Regions from separate parts of the Mus musculus genome. Here regions 1 and 2 are each linked to region 3. A link is a contact called in public Hi-C and promoter capture Hi-C data. All regions are on one chromosome and are shown on one strand. Each heading gives the region's core, a stretch centred on a gene start, on an enhancer-like site or on the middle of the called end of the contact. The rest is flanking DNA. Distances are from core to core; before and after follow the strand shown. Region 1 holds the start of Ttc23 (tetratricopeptide repeat domain 23). Region 2 overlaps Gm29683 (predicted gene, 29683). Region 3 holds the start of Arrdc4 (arrestin domain containing 4).

Region 1 (2,916 bases), core at 363-2,862, 1.1 Mb before region 3:
CCTTTAGACAAGCGTGGCGCAGGCATGGTGCTGCACGCCTGAATCCCAGTGATCTGAAAGTGGAGACAGGAGTAAAGGCCAGCCTCAGCTACGTGAAGGCACTGCCTCGTAAATAAAAATTTAAAAAGAAACAGGCCCTAGTGTGAGAAATAACTGAGGACAATCACAATTTGGTGAAATAACCTGGCAGTTCCTGTATGGCTAAGTAGACGGTCGATGAATACCTTAAGACTAAAAACCCGATTGTTCTGATGCAGCAAGCCTCTGCTACTCTAAGGCTGAGGCTGTAGGTGAAACCAATCACAAGTATTTCAAAAAGAAAGGGTGCAGGTGCGTAGCTCAGTAGAGGCACTCAGGTCAAGCCCCAGTACCAGGGAAGAAAAGTGAACATTTTTTTAAATGCAGTGCACAGAGATGCAACAACTTTCGATCTTTAAAATTTCCTCTAAGACTTAACTCTATTGTTTGACGAAACCCATTATGTACATGAGGTGTCTCAAATCCATCCCCCGCCCCCCATTAGGACTTACCCTTTGGGGGTTGGAGAGATGGCCCAGGGGTTAAGAGCACTGACTCCTCTTTCAGAGGTCCTCAGTTCAATTTCCAGCAACCACATGGTGTCTCGCAACCATCTAATTAATCTGATGGACTCGGATGCCTTCTTCTGGGTTGTCTGAAGAGAGAGACAGTGTATGCACATACATAAAATAAATACATCTTTTTAAAAACAAACAGAAAACCTTATTCTTTGTCCTTTAAAAAAAATTGATGAGCTTTTGATCAGTCCTGGCTCGACAAAACAAAAACAAAAGGATGTTTGTTAATTTGCATAGGGGCTTCTTGTTAGGCATCCTTATTTTAACTATCCAGCCATCTATCTAATTATCTGTAAGTAAAAATAATATGACACTACAGGTAACTAAAGAATGCTGAGCTCAGGAGAAATAGTATTCCCCCAGGAAAAGCACATCAACTGATTAACCAATACCAAATGGCCAGCCCTGAAAACTCTCTCTCTCTCAACTAACAACAACAATTAAAGAAAAAAGAGGCCATGAATATGAAAGAGAGCAAAGGAGGGCTACATGGGAGGCTTGGTCAGAAGGGAAGAAAAGGGAAGCGATGTAATTATGATTTCAATATACATGTATATATAATACTAATAATTGGAGTTCACAAGAAAAGGAATAATAGAAAACATTTCTGGAGTCAGCTTCTTAGTTTTTGTCTTAATTTTGCACATTGAGGTCCAAATTTTGCTCATGAAAAGTGAATCATGTTAAAATAGCTTTTACTCCCTCTCCAAATTGATGTTAAAATTCCTATATTGATAGTATGACCACTGTTAGAAATTTAGTTGTTTTGCGGAAGATCAATTTACATATTTAAAAAATAAGACTCTAAATGGATTTTTTAAAATATTTATTTATTTATTTATTTATTTATTTATTTATTTTACAATCTCTGGCAACTTTTAACTTCAACAAGTCAGCGATACCACTTTAAGAAAATTCCAAGGAAAAGGCTGCCCCTGATCTAAAATTCCCACCTCTGGCTTCCAGGGATTGGATTACAAAGTTTGACAAACTTCTCTTCTCCACTCCCTATTGGTGAAGAAGCTATCATTCTTTCTTTGGCCTGGAGTTTTGTTAAGTACCGGGTTGCTTTATGGAAAAATGCTGGGTTTTTTTTAGGACGAAACTGCTCTGTTTAGACTTGTCTGTGGTTATCAGGCTGTAGAATCCTTAACTTGATACAGAGGGAGCCAAATTGGCAACTCAGATTTTCAAGAGAACTGTGAAAAGGAAAAGGACTCTCTCTCCATGGGACCGCTAAACTCACAAAGGATTTTACGACAAAGTTGCAGATACTGAGCCTTAAGGAAACTTTCCAGGTGTTTTGTTTTGCTAGTTTTAAAGGAACGTCCAAAGAAAACCAGAGGAAACACCTGGTGCTGAGCGTGGCTGGAGGGAGAGGCATCAGAGCTCTTTTGTCTTTAGAATGAAGGTGGAAATGCAATTCCCAGGTTATCAGTGGAATTTTGTAAGGTAAGTAAAATTAATTGTGGATCATATTTTGCGTCAAAAAAAGTTGTGCTTTGCCGTTATTTGTTGCTTTAATGTGGATTTAGACATTTCATATTTTTGGTTTTTTTAATCAAATGGATAGTTGGGTCTGTGCATTGTAACAGACCTAATATGCAAGCCATCTGCTTAGAGAAGAAAAATTACAGTTGACTTTGAACTCAAATTGGGCAAATATTTGTAAAGTTGAAAATTAAGGAGTGGATTTGCCTATGACCAAGCAAAACCTAATTTTGTGTATGCTATATCAGAATCAGCAAGTGGATAAATTCTCCCAAAAAGAAATCCAGTATTCATGTTCTCAGAGGTACTTTAATTAATATTAAAATATAAAGTTCGGGAATATATTAGAACTGTTTCTTATATTGTCACACTTAATTTGCCTATGAGGACATAAAACAGTAAAACTCCAGAAGTTCACACCAAGGCTCTGGACAAACGGGGCTCAGAGACTTTCAATGAAAGAGTCTACATATTTCTTCTTTTTTAAGATTTTATTATCATTATATGTAAGTACACTGTAGCTGTCTTCAGACACCCCAGAGGAAAGAATCGGATCCCCATTACAGATGGCCGTGAGCCACCATGTGGTTGCTGAGATTTGAACTCAGGACCTCCAGAAGAACAGTCAGTGCTCTTAACCACTGAGCCATCTCTCAACCTGTGATGCTTCGTGCATCAGGAGCTCAGAGCCCTTGGATTTGCAGTAGGCACAGGAGAGGGAAGTAACACTCTACAAGGCTGCTGCGGCCTTGACAGAGCTGCCTCTGATTGCAGCAAGAGGTTCATTGAAAACCATGGTTAAAAAGATAATAATGCTTTATTTAAATAA
Region 2 (2,771 bases), core at 110-2,609, 1.6 Mb after region 3:
AGTAGATGGGCATAATTCCTAAAATAGAACTGCTATATTTAAATGCTCTCTGCCAAATAAATATTCCACCTACAAGGCACTAGGGTGAAGACATTGGAGGCCCTTGTCTTGGTTTCAGCCTCTGACAGGAGTTTTAGAGCCCAACAGGTTGCCCTGTTGAATAAGTTGAGACAGAGACAAAACTGCGCCCAAGCAGACCCTGGGGATGAATCACCAATATGAAGCAGTCCCGGGTCCAGAGAAGGTGGGCTGACACCCCCTCTACGTGTTTGGATGCCGTGTTGCTATGATTAACTTATTAAACCCCCTCGTAATTATTTTAATTTGACTGAAAAAAATACTTTGGGCAGAGATAGGACGTGTTTGTATTTATCTCCCTCCATACCACACACACCCATAAAACCTGTGTTAAAACAAATGTTACTTTCCTCTCTCCGTACATGGGCCCTCCCTTTTTTGAAATAGACCAGAGGAACTGCCATTAGATCGAATGGCAAGTCTTTATGGAAAGTGTTTTGCATAATTACATACCAAAGCCAGAACAGTCACCTCCACATTTTATGGGTCACAAACCATCAACAATTGCCACATTATTGTCCACGAAACCTTCGTCCCTTCATTGATGGAGCGGACTCCACTGCCTAATCTAGAACGGGAGAGGATGGAAATTTCTTCTAATAAGAACCCAAGAAGATTATGTCCTCAGTGACGCCGTGTTTACATATAGTTATAAAGTTCAGAGAACCGAAGGGGAGAGGGAAGGAAATCGGACTAGGCCTGATTAAGAACACGCATCCGTGTAATATAGATAGCGCATCAAAGGAGGAGGCTGGATACCTCTCCCCTTTCAGTTTCGACCCCTTTTCTACCTTTGTGATGCTGTAATTAAGATATTCTTATTTAGACAGACAGCTTCTCTGGTAACTGAATAATATTAGCCCCTTTGATGTCAAACTTTTGACAGTTATCACACCAGCACTGGGCAATTTAGCACAAATGCCCTCCTTTAAAAAGAGAGAGAGAGAGAGAGAGATAGAAACCCCCAGTGTCTTTGAAGAAATCTAATAAGTGCGATCCTTATCACCAGGCGATTTAAATCGCCGACGACAGGCCACCTAGCTATGAATTACATTCGGTTATACATAATAAAGCTGAATTTGGGTTTCAGTTCATTGCTCGGCGGAAGAACCCTAACTGCATCACCTCTCTTCTGAATCCCAAAGTAGTTGCTCAGATGAGGAGAAAGCACCCAAGATTACCAGGCCAGGGCAAGGACGTTGAAGAGATGGGGACTAGTGAGTGCAAAGCCGAGCGCCCTTTCCCCAGTTCCGGGGAGTGGGGCAGGACCAGACACCCACTCTCCGGATGAGATGTCGCTGTTGCTTTCCTAGCCTGGCCGCCAAATTTGGGATTTGCCAGATGGTGGGATTATCTTCGCGTCTGTTATAGTGTGTGTGTGTGTGTGTGTGTGTGTGTGTGTGTGTGTGTGTGAGAGAGAGAGAGAGAGAGAGAGAGAGAGAGAGAGAGAGAGAGAGAGAGAAGAGAAGAGGAGAGATCGCGGGTGGAGGGTAGAGAATAACGTCAAGACAGAAATCTAGAGACTGAGCTGGCTCCTTGAAAATGCTCACTCGGTTACCCTTTACCCGCTTTGGGCCCTGCCACCTCCTGGACCCTCACTCGAGCCTTTGGCATCTCGGATTGGCCTCCCCCTCGGGCACAAACAACACCAGCGCCATCCGGGCCCCTCGGCGTCGGCTCCCTGCCTAAGTCTCAGGACCTGAAGCTTAGTGCCCAGATGCAAAGAGCAAGGAGTTGGGGGTGGGGGTGGGGTAGGAACAAGCCTCGTGGAGGAAGAGTGGGTGGGTAGGAGAGTTGTTAAGGGAAAGGAGCAAAGAGGGCGGAGTGGGAGGGGTGGAACGGGAATACTGACACCTGGAAGGCATTGTCTTTGCTAGAGACACCTGTCAATCTCTGCTCAGGGGTCTTGAGGCCAGGGGCGGGGAGGCCGCCGTTCTCCTTGGTGATGTCATCTAGGAGTCTCGTCCCTAAGGAGGGTGGGAATGGCTCCGAGGGCGCAGAGCCCAGAGGGCTTAGAGAAGCGTGGGGGAGGAAAAGAGAAAATAAACAGAAGTAGCTCTCTCGGCTGGCAATTTACATGGAAATCAATAATCCAACTTTAATGTTATTTTTAATCTTCCCTGACCGTCTTGCCTTTTCACTAGGGGAGAGGGGATGAGGTTACAACAGCCCATCCCTCTACCCACACAATCGCTGGGGAAGTCTTGTTATCTCAAATCCCGGTGCAACCAACCCTTCCCCCAGATCCACACCCCGCCCCCCTTTTCTGCGGGTCGTTCCAAACGCTGCCTTCAGGCTTGAGAAGGAAACACTTTGGGACGAGTTTTGAAAGTCTTCCGATACTGCACCGGGTGAAGGGGGAGTTAATTAACGCCAGGCATGCTCAGCGAGTGGGAGAGGGGGCCTCGGCGTGGGTGGGCGGGCCAGGTCGACTGCAGAGGTGCGCGCAGTGCGGGAGGCGCGGGATCTGGAGGCCCGAACTTGCGGGCCTTTGCTGGCAGGAGGTGATCGGAGGTGGCTCGGGCAGGGAGCGCGGAGATGCCCCCAAGGAGTCCCCCCGTTAATCCTGGGGAATTCTGATCTCCCACCTACTGGGCCCCCACTCCCAACCCACCGTGTGCTACAGAACTCTCATTCTTTTCGGCCGGAGCTAATTAGCAGCCTGCCAGCGGCCTGATTTATGGAAACGCTCG
Region 3 (2,842 bases), core at 122-2,621:
GGGAGAAAAGACTCCTGGAATCCACAGTGAGGAAAGGACATTAAAGCAGGTAGAGCTCTCACCTGCCACACCCCATTATCCAAAATACAGCTCTCGTTAGGCACATATTTGAGGATTTATCTGGACACCATTGTACTTCTCCACAGGAGGATACGATGCACTAGGTAGTAAGCTTAAGGCATTTGATAGGTCCAAGATGATGAGGCAGACAGATAGAAGTTTACAATAGTTTCCACTGAGAGAAGACTGACTCACGGTTACTAGCATTTTCATGATGAAATGCAATCACATGAACCCAACATACATATGCATGGGCACTTCTGGAAAAGTCAGAAATGGCCCAGATGGCAGGCATTGTCTGCAAAGGCCTTTCTGAATGGGGAGAGGTAAGAGGAAGGGGAGCTACAGCAATGGATGGCTCTTAGTGAGATTCATGTTCCCCAGTGAGGAGACACTTCTCTCGAACTACCCAAGTACCACTTCCCTTTTCCCAAGATTTAGTTTTCTGTAAATCATCATGAACCCGGGAGTGTCTAGGGCCAGGACAGGCAGGAGCAGCAGGCCATCAAACTCTGGGCACCACATAACAGAATGTCACCAATTCCACCTTCCATGCCTCCAGGTGAGGAAGGACCTAGAACCCAGACAGTCAGATGGCGGGTTTCCATGGCAACGATTCTGTAATAGGTTACTAGAAGATCGCAGGAAGCTAAGTTCAAAGGTACACACCAACACAAAAGGGTCTGGCCTCCTCCTAGAAGCCAGGTAGGGGCACAGGCTTGGCCTCCTGCCCTTCCCCCGTGACAGCAGATGACTCCCCTTCCAGAAGCTTCCCTCAGTGCCACCCAGCACCCAGGGACGCGCCCCTTCCCGCCCCCCTCCCTGGGGATCTCCAAGCTCACCAGCTGGGGCCTCCAGCAGACTCAACCGCAGGTTCAAGTATTCCACTTCTGAGGAGGCTGCGGGAGAGCCCCCACCGATGCAGACCCTGGCCCCAGCGCTCGGGCCCCAGGCAGAGGTGGCACGGCCCTGGGCCTCCAGGCGCAGTCCGCGCAGGGCCACCGGCTCTGCCGCCTCCAGCAGCACGTGCCCGGCCACTGTCTCGCCGCTTGAGTAGCAGCCCTTGCTCTCATCTTCGAACACTAGCCCCAAGCTCTTGACACGGCCCCGAGGACCATCGGCTCCCGCCTCGCCTCCCATTCCGCCAGGCGATGCGGCTCTGCCACCAAGATCCGCAGTGGCCCCAGGTCGGGGTAGCCGGCTCCGCGACGCTGCTGTCACGGGCGCCGGCCGCACACCCAGGGCCACTACGGCCACAGCGCCCAGCCGGGTGAAACACCCGCACTGGGGCCCTGTCTCTTTAACACACCCCACTGGGACTGGAAAGGGGCTGACACGGCCCGCCTACAGAGCACTGCCATTGGCCAGTCGCGAAACCTGCTTCTTTCCCATTGGCTGTACATGGCCACTTAGTCATTTCATTGGCGCCCCCACACCAGGCTGAGCAGGACGGTGGTGCGTGATCAGGAGGGCTTCACCAATCGGGAGACACCATAGTGCACGTGCACAGGACCTTTATTGGTGGGAGCAAGGCACAGTCCTGGGCCACAGACCAATAGTGAGGCAGTGCGCCCATGTGGACAGAGGATGGGAAACAATATCTGTTAGGGAGGGGGCGGTTCCCGGCTCACCGGCGCATTGGTGTCAGCGTTGCTATGGTTATAGTGGGGGCGGGCTTTCCAGCTCAGAGAGGCTAGAGTAGTTTGTACTAGAACATGAACTTGTGGCTGCAGCAGGCCCAGTTTAAGATTACTTCTGCAGAGTGCCCAGCAAAAGGTTTCTTGGAAAATGGAACTCAGGAGTCTCGCTTTATGCTGGCTGCCTTGGAACTTTAAAGCAGATATCAGAATCTGCTAACTTTCATGATTCTGAGCCACACCTCTTTGGGTCTCAGACAGAATTCCTGTACTAGCTGAGAGCCAATGTCTTGGAAGAATGCTGTGATTCTTAGTGCTTTTGTCCTGAGAAGTTCTGTTCCTGGTTGCTGAAGTCCAGCCAGACTCCGTCTCTGGTTCTTCTGCCTCTAAATAAGGTCGTGGTTTTAAAACAGCACCTGCCACTTATTGGTGCTGATGCAAACAGAAGGACTCCATTATTGACTGAATAATACTCTATTTGGTCGTTATATACATGCATAAGTTGTAAAGTGTGCAAATATTATGTCTGGAAAAAAAGATCGATACTTGACACACAAGTGCCCCACCCAAAAGGATTTCGTAACCCCGGGATCATAGTCCTAGAACATGCCCAGCTGTCTCCGTGACTTGTTCCCCAAACCCACAGCTCTTCTTGCTGGTTTCTTTTTAATTCACACCGTTCTAGATAGCCTTTTGGTATCTAGAATATTTAAATATGTGTAATTATTTGTCTATCAATTTGTAATCCTTTATTTCCCCTCGTTAAAATTCTAAGTGCGTAAGCTGTTATCAAGGTTTGATAATTGAAAATTGAAACTGAAGGATATTTTCTTTCCAAGGCTCTGAAAGTATAGGTTGTTTTACTGCACTCTTTTGAGTTTAGATGATCAACACGGGCATTTTTATTGTTATCTATCTATTTATTCATTTGTATAATATTTCTATTCTTGAAGAAGTCCATGCATGCATGCAGTATATTTGCTCATATTCTACCCCCATTCCTCCCCTAACTCCTTCCAAACGCATACTTACCTCCATATTCTAACTTCACGTCCTCTTTTCAAAATTGTTGATTTAATTTAAAGTGTGGTTTGCTGTCATAGAGCTCACTGGTGCTCTATCTGTGCTGCTCATACATTTGAGCA

What was found. Hi-C and Micro-C count contacts between places; a contact is called where the count stands out from the background. Capture Hi-C pulls out chosen DNA fragments and counts their contacts.
Region 1: a promoter capture Hi-C map of adipose tissue shows a contact between it and region 3, with 3 times the contacts expected there. The contact joins the promoter of Ttc23 here to the promoter of Arrdc4 in region 3. A contact is called at or near these places in 1 of 39 promoter capture datasets (cranial neural crest), 1 of 484 Hi-C or Micro-C datasets (CD4 T cells) and 2 of 9 other capture datasets (adipose tissue and liver).
Region 2: a contact with region 3 is called in a Hi-C map of uterus, with 6 times the contacts expected there. The contact joins the enhancer-like site here to the promoter of Arrdc4 in region 3. A contact is called at or near these places in 1 of 39 promoter capture datasets (embryonic stem cells), 1 of 484 Hi-C or Micro-C datasets (uterus) and 1 of 115 datasets of contacts at active chromatin or transcription factors (embryonic forebrain).

The regions. Positions count from the first base shown.
Region 1 is chr7:67,645,798-67,648,713 of GRCm38.p6, forward strand. Ttc23 (tetratricopeptide repeat domain 23) reads left to right here and starts at 1,613. Exons shown (of 11, transcript NM_001168475.1): 1 at 1,613-2,048.
Region 2 is chr7:70,329,097-70,331,867 of GRCm38.p6, forward strand. All of the region lies in intron 1 of Gm29683 (predicted gene, 29683), which reads right to left. Among named protein-coding and RNA genes, the nearest start is that of Gm29683, 7.3 kb to the right of the region's middle. Within about 2 kb of position 1,360, at least 104 of the 459 cell types and tissues checked have an H3K27ac peak or open chromatin away from gene starts, as enhancers often do. A contact at or near this core is called in embryonic forebrain and uterus, where this site is marked.
Region 3 is chr7:68,747,867-68,750,708 of GRCm38.p6, forward strand. It overlaps Arrdc4 (arrestin domain containing 4), which reads right to left and starts at 1,372. Exons shown (of 8, transcript NM_001042592.2): 1 at 903-1,372. The coding sequence starts at 1,200.